Regions from separate parts of the Mus musculus genome. Here region 2 is linked to region 1. Evidence: chromatin contacts called from public promoter capture Hi-C data. All regions are on one chromosome and are shown on one strand. The core of a region is the stretch at or near the end of the contact, and the rest is flanking DNA. Distances in the headings are between cores, read along the strand shown. Region 1 holds the start of Snhg20 (small nucleolar RNA host gene 20). Region 2 holds the start of Gaa (glucosidase, alpha, acid).

Evidence for each region. Promoter capture Hi-C pulls out the DNA fragments that hold promoters and counts their contacts.
Region 2: a contact with region 1 is called in a promoter capture Hi-C map of liver, with 2.7 times the contacts expected there. The contact joins the promoter of Gaa here to the promoter of Snhg20 in region 1. A contact is called at or near these places in 3 of 39 promoter capture datasets (liver and pre-B cells).

Annotation. Positions count from the first base shown.
Region 1 is chr11:117,074,168-117,079,502 of GRCm38.p6, forward strand. Snhg20 (small nucleolar RNA host gene 20) reads left to right here and starts at 2,616. Exons shown (of 2, transcript NR_027059.1): 1 at 2,616-3,035; 2 at 4,609-4,788. It overlaps Mir6516 (microRNA 6516), which reads left to right and starts at 3,181; the gene lies at 3,181-3,290.
Region 2 is chr11:119,265,990-119,270,833 of GRCm38.p6, forward strand. Gaa (glucosidase, alpha, acid) reads left to right here and starts at 1,974. Exons shown (of 20, transcript NM_008064.4): 1 at 1,974-2,233; 2 at 4,099-4,689. The coding sequence starts at 4,144.

The sequences.
Region 1 (5,335 bases), core at 1,366-3,865:
TCCCGGTGGAGATCTAAGCCTCTGATGGGTGGAGAAGGGGCTGTCCCTGACCAGGGACCCCCGAGGCCACACCCTGTCGCCCTGGGGTTATAGGAGAGACAGGATAGGGGAAGAAGTTCCCAACACTGATCAGAGTGTGCAGCGGGTCTTGATGGAACAGAGATTTTCTATGGTTTAAGAGCTTTATTATAGAAATGCAGGGGAAAGAGAGAAGGGAGAGAGAGAGGCTAGAGAGAAAGAGAGAGAGAGGAGAAGACAAAGAGAAAGGGAAGAGGAGAGAGAAGTGAGAGGTAAGGGAACAAAGGAGTAAGAGATCAAGGTGGGGGCCTAACAGCCCCTTTTATGGTCTTCACTGTTGCTAGGTAACTGGGGAGGAGTTTAGCCTGAAGGTCAGAAGCTTGGGCCATTGCTTACACGACTACTTACCACTGACCATGCTTCTCTTGTGGAGGGTGTGGGAGGTGGTAACTTAGGCAGGAGCCAGAGTTCCAGGAGCATAAGGGAACGCCTACCATGTCATGTAGGTGAATTATGACCATCGGGGTTCAGACCTCAGCTCAACTGGATACCAGCCTGCAATTTCCCACAGACATGGACCTGAAGTAACCTGGCCCTGTGTTTCCTGAATTTTGGTCCCTCAAATTTGGCTCCAGAGCCAGGCGTGGTGGTGCATGCCTTTAATCCCAGAACTGGGGAGGCAGAGGCAGGCGGATTTCTGAGTTCGAGGCCAACCTGGTCTAGGACAGCCAGGGCTATACAGAGAAACCCCTGTCTCGAAAACAACAACAACAACAAATGGCTCCAGAATAAATTATCTCTTATTTCCTTTGGGGCAAAAGTTGTGTCTTGCGCGCGTCGGACTCGACCAGCAAGAACGACGCTGCAACAGGATCCTTCTGCACACATTTATTGGGAGAGCTTGATTGCAGAGGCGAAGAGACCCCAAGCCCAGAACTGGTGCTGCTTATATAGGCCTAGGAGAGGCGTGTCTCACACCCGGATTGGTTATGCACTACGCCTCATTTGCATGTTCCTCATCTGATTGGCTATTCTCTCTCTGTACCTCACAGAGCCTCATTATCATACCTCATTTGCATGTCTCACATCTGAGTGGTTATACTCTCAAAGCCTCATTATCATGCCCAGGCCAGGCAGTGTCTTTGCAAAAAACTTTACTGCATATGTACACATTGGTTGTTTGTCCAAACTTATGGGTGGTGGCCAGCAGTAGTCAGTGTCACTCTGCAACGGCACATGTGGCTTCCCACAGTTGTGTTTTTACATCCACAAGACTCATCTCAATAAATAAATAAAATAGCCTTCAAAGGGGGAGTCTGTATTCAGTGGTTGGATTCACATTACAGTGAAACATGCAAAAACCCTTCATTCATCTCAATGAGGTTCGTGTGTCATTTTCTTCATTTACTGAAAATACAGAGTGCACCCTCTCCTTGCCTTTCCCCGCGCCTCTAGCTGACCTGAAGATGATCTTGATTCCAGTTAGAAGGAGCCACAGCTGTAGGGGTAATGGCTGTGTGACACTTTCCCTAGGGAGATGAGACCACCTTGTTTACTAAATGACAGACCAAAGTAACAATGACACCAAATGCCCCTCCCGCCCCCATGAAGTGGCCAGTTTTCTGGGGTTACTCACAGGAGCACGGATAGCCCAAAGACACTCACATTACTAAGAGCCTAGCCCAGCATGAGTGACAGCTCAGGAGAGCTGGAAACTGGAGCTCTCTGCATGATTTGGGGCTAATTCCACAAGTTCGGAGGGTCTCTCCTCATTAAGGAGGGCGGGGCCTTGTGAATCTGGTAAGCTTTAGGAATTTTTTGAGACTTGTCACTTATTTTCCGAGTCTTAGAGTCTTAAGGACTATCCGGATCGCACTTTCTCAAGCTTCCCTCCGGGTGAGATGTTTCGGAGGAAATTACTACATAGCACCGACTTGGCCCTGGCATTATTGATCAATTTTTTTTCGTGGGATTTCCCATTGGCCCCTGGGATACCTTGGGATGATTGAAACCTGGACCTGCATGCAGGACTTGGATGCCACTTTGGAGGTTGGAGGTCTTAGCCCAGAGATGCCACATCACAGATCTAACTAACCCTTTGCTGGACCACGGTGTCATGTTCCTCGGGAGGTCTCTGCTGAAGGCATGATTCTAGATACAGTCCTGCGGCGGTCAGGTCAGAGGTGCGATTTTGGGAAGCCTTTGGATCAAGAGGGTGCTGACGTCAACGGGTATCAGTTGATACCACCTATGGGTTTATACTGTGATGGAAGGTCACACACAGGTTTGCAACAGAACCAGCTGGGTTTCAACTGCCTTTGCCACAACAGGGCTGACTGGGCTCGGGAAAGTCAACTTTTTGGTCTGCACAGGGCTGCGTGATTGATAAAGGGTCAGTGGCTAGGCTAGCTCCTGCCGCCCAAGAGTAGGGAGTCCCTCCCGCTTGCGCCCCTGTAGACGAGGTCCCACCGCCGCGTGGAACTCTGGCCGCTCTAACCGCGTCTAGAACGCGGCCCCTTTAAGGCCGACCTGGATGACCCGAAGGCCAGAGCGACCTTCTAGCGGCCGTCTCGATGGTAAATCTTCAGTTCCGGCCGGAAGTGCATTTGCAGAGCTGGTTCCGCCGGGGAGGAGAACTCGCGTGCTCCGTGCAGAGGGGATGCATCCTGCGCAGCGTGGCTCGGGGGCGCCGTGGAGCCTCCCGAAGGCGATCGTGGGATTCAGAAACCTCTCCCGGGACTCCCATGGGAGGAGGCTGACCCCGGGCCGGCACGCGATCGCGGGATGGGCTGGAGTTGTAGGAAGGCCCTAGGCCCGGGCCGCCATCGGCGGGGCACTGGCTGCTTCTGTGTTGCAGGCGCCGCACGGGTTCGTCCGCTTACACAGAATTGTATTAAATTGTCTTTTTATTTCCCCACCCAGGAAATGAACCACATCCCCCAACGACTAGACGGAAGCACGCACAAGCTCCTTCCTCCCGAGGAGCGTTTCCAGTGACTTGAGCTTGGTTGGCCCAGGTATGTCAATCCTTGGGGGTGGGACGGTGACCTGAGGCCGACGGTCTGGGAAAAGGCTCCTGTGTGGCTGTACCCGCCCGAGGTGGGTGCAGCCCCGTACCAGACAGCCCGACCTTGACCTAAAGTAAAATCCCAGAGGAGGAGGAACCTCTTCCCTGGGGTTAGAATTTGCAGTAACAGGTGTGGACATCCTAGCAGCAGTTTGGTGGTCATGTATGATACTGCAAACAGGAGCCCTGCTGAAGCTGTGGGGACTGAGCACAGTCCTCCAAAAGCAAATATTTGACCATTACTCAAGCCCCTCACTTTAGATAAAAAAGAGAAAAAAGACGTATTCATTATTTTATTTTATTTTAGAGTGTGGATGTTTGCCTGGTGCCCCCAAGGGGTCACAAGAGGGTACCAGATTTCCCAGAAGTGGCATTATAGAGTATTGTCAGCCCCGGTGTGGATGCTGGGAACTGAACCCAGGTCCTTTAAGAGGGCAACAAGTGTTCAGCTTCAATGCTGAGCCATCTCTCCAGCAACTGCACCACCCCGCTCTGAGATAGGGTCTCACTTAGCCCAGGCTGGCCTTTACTCATTAAGTAGCTGAGGGCAGCCTTTGAACTTCTAATCCTCCTTCCTCTGCCTCTGGTAGCCGCCTGGATGACCGGCATCCTCGAGCACACGTGGTTTATGGGATGTACGGATAAAGCTCAAGGCTATATGCATGCTAGGAAGTCTTCTACTCCTGGGTGTCTGTCCCACCCACGTGGAGCTTAAACAAAGATGCATACAGTTGTGACTCCAGACGTCACTGGACAAGACACCAGTACAACCCAAACAAACAGAAATCGTTCCCCAGGACTCACCTGAGCGACCGTGGGCCCCACTAGGTTGTCTCTTCAGTGTGGTTGAAGGACTGGGCGTTTGCATTTTGAGTAGCCACATGGGGCCAGTGGTCACCATTTTGAAGGTCCTGGGTGTGGCATACTTCCGGAAAAACCATGACAAGAGGAATCTGCCATAGTTCAGGCTTGTCACATGCTCTTCAGGGGCACGGGAGCCAGGCTGGAGTGTGGCTCAATGATAGACATATGCTTAGTGTGTCTTGAGAAGGTCCTGCTTGTTACACGGGACTCTGCATCTGTTCAGGTAGACATCAACAAGTCATGGAAGGCAATTGGAAAGAGACAGCACACAGGGACTATGGCGGTCCTGTGAGGGAGGTACAGATGGGGTCAGGAACACAGGCATGCTGGAGTCAGACATGGCTGGAGGGGAGGGAGGTCAAATAGGAATGGATTTCAAGTTGTGCTGAGCTGCAGAGGCCTCGTTTCTGCATCTGTCAACCAGCAGGTTTCCAAGGAAAGCCTGCAGTTAAATCTGGGCAGAGAAGGTTCTGGAAGTCACTGGGTGGGTGGCCAGCCCCGGGTGTCAGCAGTTTTTATCCATTTGGAAGGACAGGAAATTAAAAAGACTGAGCACCTTGTACCCCCACCCTGGGGCGTGGTTTGCGTTCTGGTGGTTTTAACTAAACGTTGAGATTCCAGGTTTAATGACGACTGGTGGTGAATTTTCTTTTTTTTAGGTCATTTGACTAGAAGCTTTGTCTGCGTGCACTGAGTGAGGATCCGGCCCTACTGTGTGTATCCCTACTGCGTGCTCCTGGACCTGTTGGGTTTGACTCTTGATTTGCTGTTTTTGGGTATTCACTGGCTGAGGACAGTGGCTGTGTTCAGTGGCTGTAAATAAATGGAGCTTGAACTCACTCTGTTTCCATTGTTCAATGATATCTCACTGCGCAGCCCTGACTGGCCTGGAACCCAGATCCACCTGCCTCCCACGTACTGTGGTGAAAGGTGTTTATCACCACACCCAGCTTCTTCACGCTCTTGGTGGTTTCTGTGCTCGCCACTGTAGCAAGTGTGGGTTTGTATGGCCAGTGTGTGTTAAATGGCCCCTTTTCCAGATTTTTTGGGCACAAAGCACAGGGCTATCCAAATATTTCATTATGGAATGTAGGGGCTGCGGAGCACAGTGTTCTCAAGGAAATTGAGTAGCAAGGGTTGTCTGGACAGGAGATGTCCAAGGTCTCTGGGATCCCATGGCCTTCTGGGCTGGCCTAGCCCTCTTCAGTAGGATTACCTGACAGACATTGGCTATTCTAGGATCTGCTCACCTGTGTGCACTGAGGATACTGAAGCTGGTACTGTCTCTGCACTCGGGAGATGGTTGTGAGGGGCCATGTGGCTGCTGGGAATAGAACCTTGGTCCCTTGCAAGAGCAGCCTGTGTGCTTAACCGATGAGCCATCTC
Region 2 (4,844 bases), core at 724-3,223, 2.2 Mb after region 1:
TAGAAATGAAAGCTAGCCTGGAGAGATGGCTCAGTGGTTAAGGGCACTGATTGCTCTTCCAGGTTCCCTGAGTTCAATTCCCAGCAATCACATGGTGGCTCACAACCATCTGTAATGGAATCTGGTGCCCTCTTCTGACGTGCAGGAAGAACACTGTTCATAGTAAATAAATTTTTTTAAAAAAAGAAAGGAGCGACGGAGGGAGGGAGGGGGGGAGGGAGGATGGAAGGAAGGAAGGAAGGAAGGAAGGAAGGAAGGAAGGAAGGAAGGAAGAAAGGAAGGAAGGAAGGAAGGTGAAAGCAGCAGCTGTTTCAGTAGTGCACCTGTAAGCTCTGGCTGGGCTTGTTTTAGAGTTTTCTGATCGTCTGACAGCCCTAGGGAACTAGGCTCAGCCGCCTGTCTCCAGTACCAATTAAAGAGACAACAGTGAACAGCAGAGAAAGGGGGTTTAGTTGGTGTGGCCACTTTGGGAGGTAAAACAGATGGGAATGGAACAAATTGGGGGCGGGGGTGTGTCCTGGTGTGAGCTCTAACTCTGAATAGGGCAGAAGAGCTGTGTAGCCAAGCATGCTTGGTCACGGGACGCTCCTGTCTGTTAGGAGACCTCTGCAGAGCAGGGGTTTCCCTGTCGGACCCCAGAATAGGCACAAGCCACCAGGAACAAAGGTGAAGAACAGCAGCAAATGACTCGGCAGGTGTAAGGGGGGATGGGCGGGCCCAAGACAGGGTCTCTGTGTACCGTTGGCTATCCTGGAACTCACTCTGTATGTACACCAGGCTGTCCTGAAAATCAGAGCTCCACTTGCTTCTGCCTCACAGTGCTGGGATCAAAGGCGTGTGCTGCCATTGTTGGCTGCTGGTGTCATTTTTAAGAAGAGAGAAGGGGCCGGGCGTGGTGGCGCACGCCTTTAATCCCAGCACCCGGGAGGCAGAGGCAGGCGGATTTCTGAGTTCGAGGCCAGCCTGGTCTACACAGAGAAACCCTGTCTCAAAAAACCACACAAAAAAAAAAAAAAAAAAAAAAGAAGAGAGAAGGGGAGGCCTGTGTTAGGATGGGCTAGCATGCGGTGGTAAGGTTTGGTTTGGTGTATTAATTACATGAACCAAAGGGGGCTTCGGATTGCTGGACTTCAATACTTTAACAGCTGGCCCCTGGCAGTCAGCCTTAGGCGGAGGAAGTGGCCAAATAAGGGAAGAGACCTTGATGGCTAGCTTTAGGAATGTAATCTAATGTTTGTTTGTTTTGTTTTGTTTTGTTTTTCTTTAGCAAGGCAGAGGGAATGGGCACAAGGGAAAGATTGCCAGAGCCAAGCTCAGCACATTCAAGCTGGCCAGAGTCCATCCACCTTCCCTCGCTGGCCAGTCCTCTTGGCTCTCATTATCCTGCCTGCACACACTGTGCTCCGACAAGCTGCCAGAGCTGAGGACACCGTCTTCTCAGGCCTTTCTCCTCTCCCAGCATGGGATGGGGAGGGGGGCGTTGAATTTCTTGGTGTACATTGTTTCAAAAGTTTGACAGCCAGAGGCACAAATGCCCCTCCACCCCCCAGTGGTCCCAGCAGTACAGGAGAGTCAGGGCCTTGCACATGGTAGGCCAGTGCTCTACCCCTATCTACATCCGGCCTGCCAACTTTGGTTTTTGAAACAGAGTTTCACCAGGTGTCGTATGCTGGCCTCAAATTGTCAATCTTTCTTGCTGCTGCTTCCCGAGTGCTGGGATCACATGCCTGCACTACTACCCCGGGCTTCTGGCTCAATGTATGACCTGCATCATACTTATATCAAATGCCCCGGATCATTTACTGTTTCACCATCGTAGGTTTTCTGTGCGATCACGTGTTTGACTCTGACTCCAGGTCTGGGCTGGTTTAATCTACTGGAGCTTTTGCAACGCGATGACGTCCTATGGCTGCCATTCCAACACCTGCGCTCACTGTCGCCCTCAGCCACTAGGGGGCGCAGCGATAACACTCACACGGACTCCGCCGCCTACGCAGGAGGTCGTGTGACGAGGTCCGCGCGGACGAGCCCCGCCCACAGACCACGTGACCCACGCTGCCCGCTGAGCCTGGGGGTCTTCGGCCTGGAGGGTGATTGCGCAGGTGAGCTGGGCGAGCTGGTGAAGGCTGTCTCCGGCCCCAGAGCCTCCGGAGGAGCGGCCTCCTCCAGGCAGGCAGGGCCGACTGTCAGCGAGTTCCTGCTTTGGAGAATCGAGCAGAGACACGCGGCATAGGTGAGACCCCCGACCCAGGCAGCCACGGACGGTGACCTTAGTAAGACAGCAGGCTCCGGTAAAGTCCGGGATTCTAGTTCGTGCCCGCAGTACCAGGCGGGCAAAGCTCTGTGTGTATGTGACGCAGGGGGAAACTGAGGCACAGAGAAACCGAGAACCTTCACTTTGACCTCCCGTGTCTGACAGGTTGGATTTGGACACGCCTGTGCCTGGTGACGCAGCGATCCAGCTGCTTTCCAGAAAGCAAGCTTGAGGTCACCAGGTCAGCCGTGGCCTCTGAGTTCAGTTCCTTCCCATGTTTTTTTCTCTAAATTGTGGCTGAGAGAACGGGCCTCAGCTGCCTGCTCCCAGTTTCTGGGACTTTGTTCTAATGCGTGTGTTTCTGAGTTGCGCCCTGCGGCCTCCTTGGAGGGTCCTGGAAAATGCAGATTCCCACCCTGCCCCGCAGAATTTGAGCCTGCGAGTGTCCTTAGATGCTGAATCATGGTCAGTGTCACTTACGTCTGGAAGGGCCAGGTGGAGCTGGGCCTTACTCGGCAGTAAAGACAAAATGGGTCTCTGGTCTTCGAGCCAGATCCACACACTGGATCTTTCTGTGGCTCATTATGGTGGCTCATTATGGCCGCTGGGCACCTGAAAGACCAAGGCGTGATTGGAGGGTAGGAAACTGCAGCCTACGCAAGCACTCCAACTCCCTCAAGATGCTGGAGAATCACTCACCATGGTAACGGATTTCAGTCATGCCTACGTAACCGAAGGCCCACAGAACTGAACAGAGCTGGCTGTGGTCTCCAATGCCAGAAAGCCCAGCGTGTAGGAGATGGTGGCAGGGACCCAAGCCATCCCTGGCTTCATAGCAAGTTAAGGCAAGCCTGGGCTACTGCAGACCCTGTCTCAACATGGCAGCCACGTGGGTTCAGAGACCATCCCAGTTGATCAACACATTTGAGTGTTGGGAGCCTGGGAGCCACTCCCAACCGTTCTCCACCCATTTCTTCATTCTGGCTGTTCTTGAGTTACAGCTTTCAAAACCAACCAACCAGTAAATATAAGTGAAGTGCTTTTCTGAGTTCTGTGAGATAGTCTAGTGAATTGCCAAACTTGGTGCATGGTGTAGGGGTCCTCGGAACCACCATGGTCTATAGGCAGTCCATCAGAGAGGTATGGCGGCAACCTGGGGCTTACTGGCATCTAGGCGTGGCAGAGCCCCAGCCGGGTCATAGTTAACAACCCCCTCCTGGACTGGAAAACTGGGGAGCCACTAGCCGGAGAAAGTCACAGGAATTGTGGGTAAACACTGCCAACCAGAAGCACCCTGACTCACCAATGGCCACAGTTGGTCCCCAAGTGCTAATCAGTATTCACAGCTGCCTCTTCTGCAGCCGGGCCATCTCCTGAGTGTGTCTGGTGACCCTGAGAACCGTCCTCTGTGCTGAGCCCCACCACATGGAGAAGTCACCCCAGCCTTCTACCCAAGCCCCATTTCCAGAAGGCCCACACTCCTGCAGCTAGTGAACCCTGTGGCCCAGTCCTGGGCTCTTCACTCCCAACTTCCTCCCCTTGGGGTAGGACTTGGGTGTGGTGGCTCTTCCACCTTCCCACTCACCCTTTTCTCTTACACAGAAGGCCCTGCGATAAAGTCCTGGCTCCCTCACATCTGTCTGTACCTGTGTTGTGGGCCCATGTCTGCAGAGACACCCTCTGCCTCTGAGGAGTCTCCCATTGTCTCCTGTACCTGGCTTCTGTCTTCCCTTCCGTTGCTCTGGGGAAGATGCTCTGGCTGCCTCCTTCCACCTCCTGGCAGTGTGTGTGGGTGTTGTGTGAGAAACCCCACCCACACTGATACTGGCTCCTCCTCTCCTCAGGCCTTCAGAAGTATTCATGCTGCCCCGAACCAACAGGCTTTCACCATGAATATACGGAAGCCCCTCTGTTCGAACTCCGTGGTTGGGGCCTGCACCCTTATCTCTCTGACTACAGCGGTCATCCTGGGTCATCTCATGCTTCGGGAGTTAATGCTGCTTCCCCAAGACCTTCATGAGTCCTCTTCAGGACTGTGGAAGACGTACCGACCTCACCACCAGGAAGGTTACAAGCCAGGGCCTCTGCACATCCAGGAGCAGACTGAACAGCCCAAAGAAGCACCCACACAGTGTGATGTGCCCCCCAGCAGCCGCTTTGACTGTGCCCCCGACAAAGGCATCTCACAGGAGCAATGCGAGGCCCGCGGCTGCTGCTATGTCCCAGCAGGGCAGGTGCTGAAGGAGCCGCAGATAGGGCAGCCCTGGTGTTTCTTCCCTCCCAGCTACCCAAGCTACCGTCTAGAGAACCTGAGCTCTACAGAGTCGGGGTACACAGCCACCCTGACCCGTACCAGCCCGACCTTCTTCCCAAAGGATGTGCTGACCTTACAGCTGGAGGTGCTGATGGAGACAGACAGCCGCCTCCACTTCAAGGTGGGTGTGGGCATGGGGGGCCCCTGGATCGAGCTGGGTCAGGCAGATGACTGTCACGAGGGAGGCCTGTGCAGAGACAGGCTAGGCAGAGCAGAGGGACAGGTGTGTGTGGATAGGTACACATTTCCTAAGGATATGTGCGGTATGACTGTGTG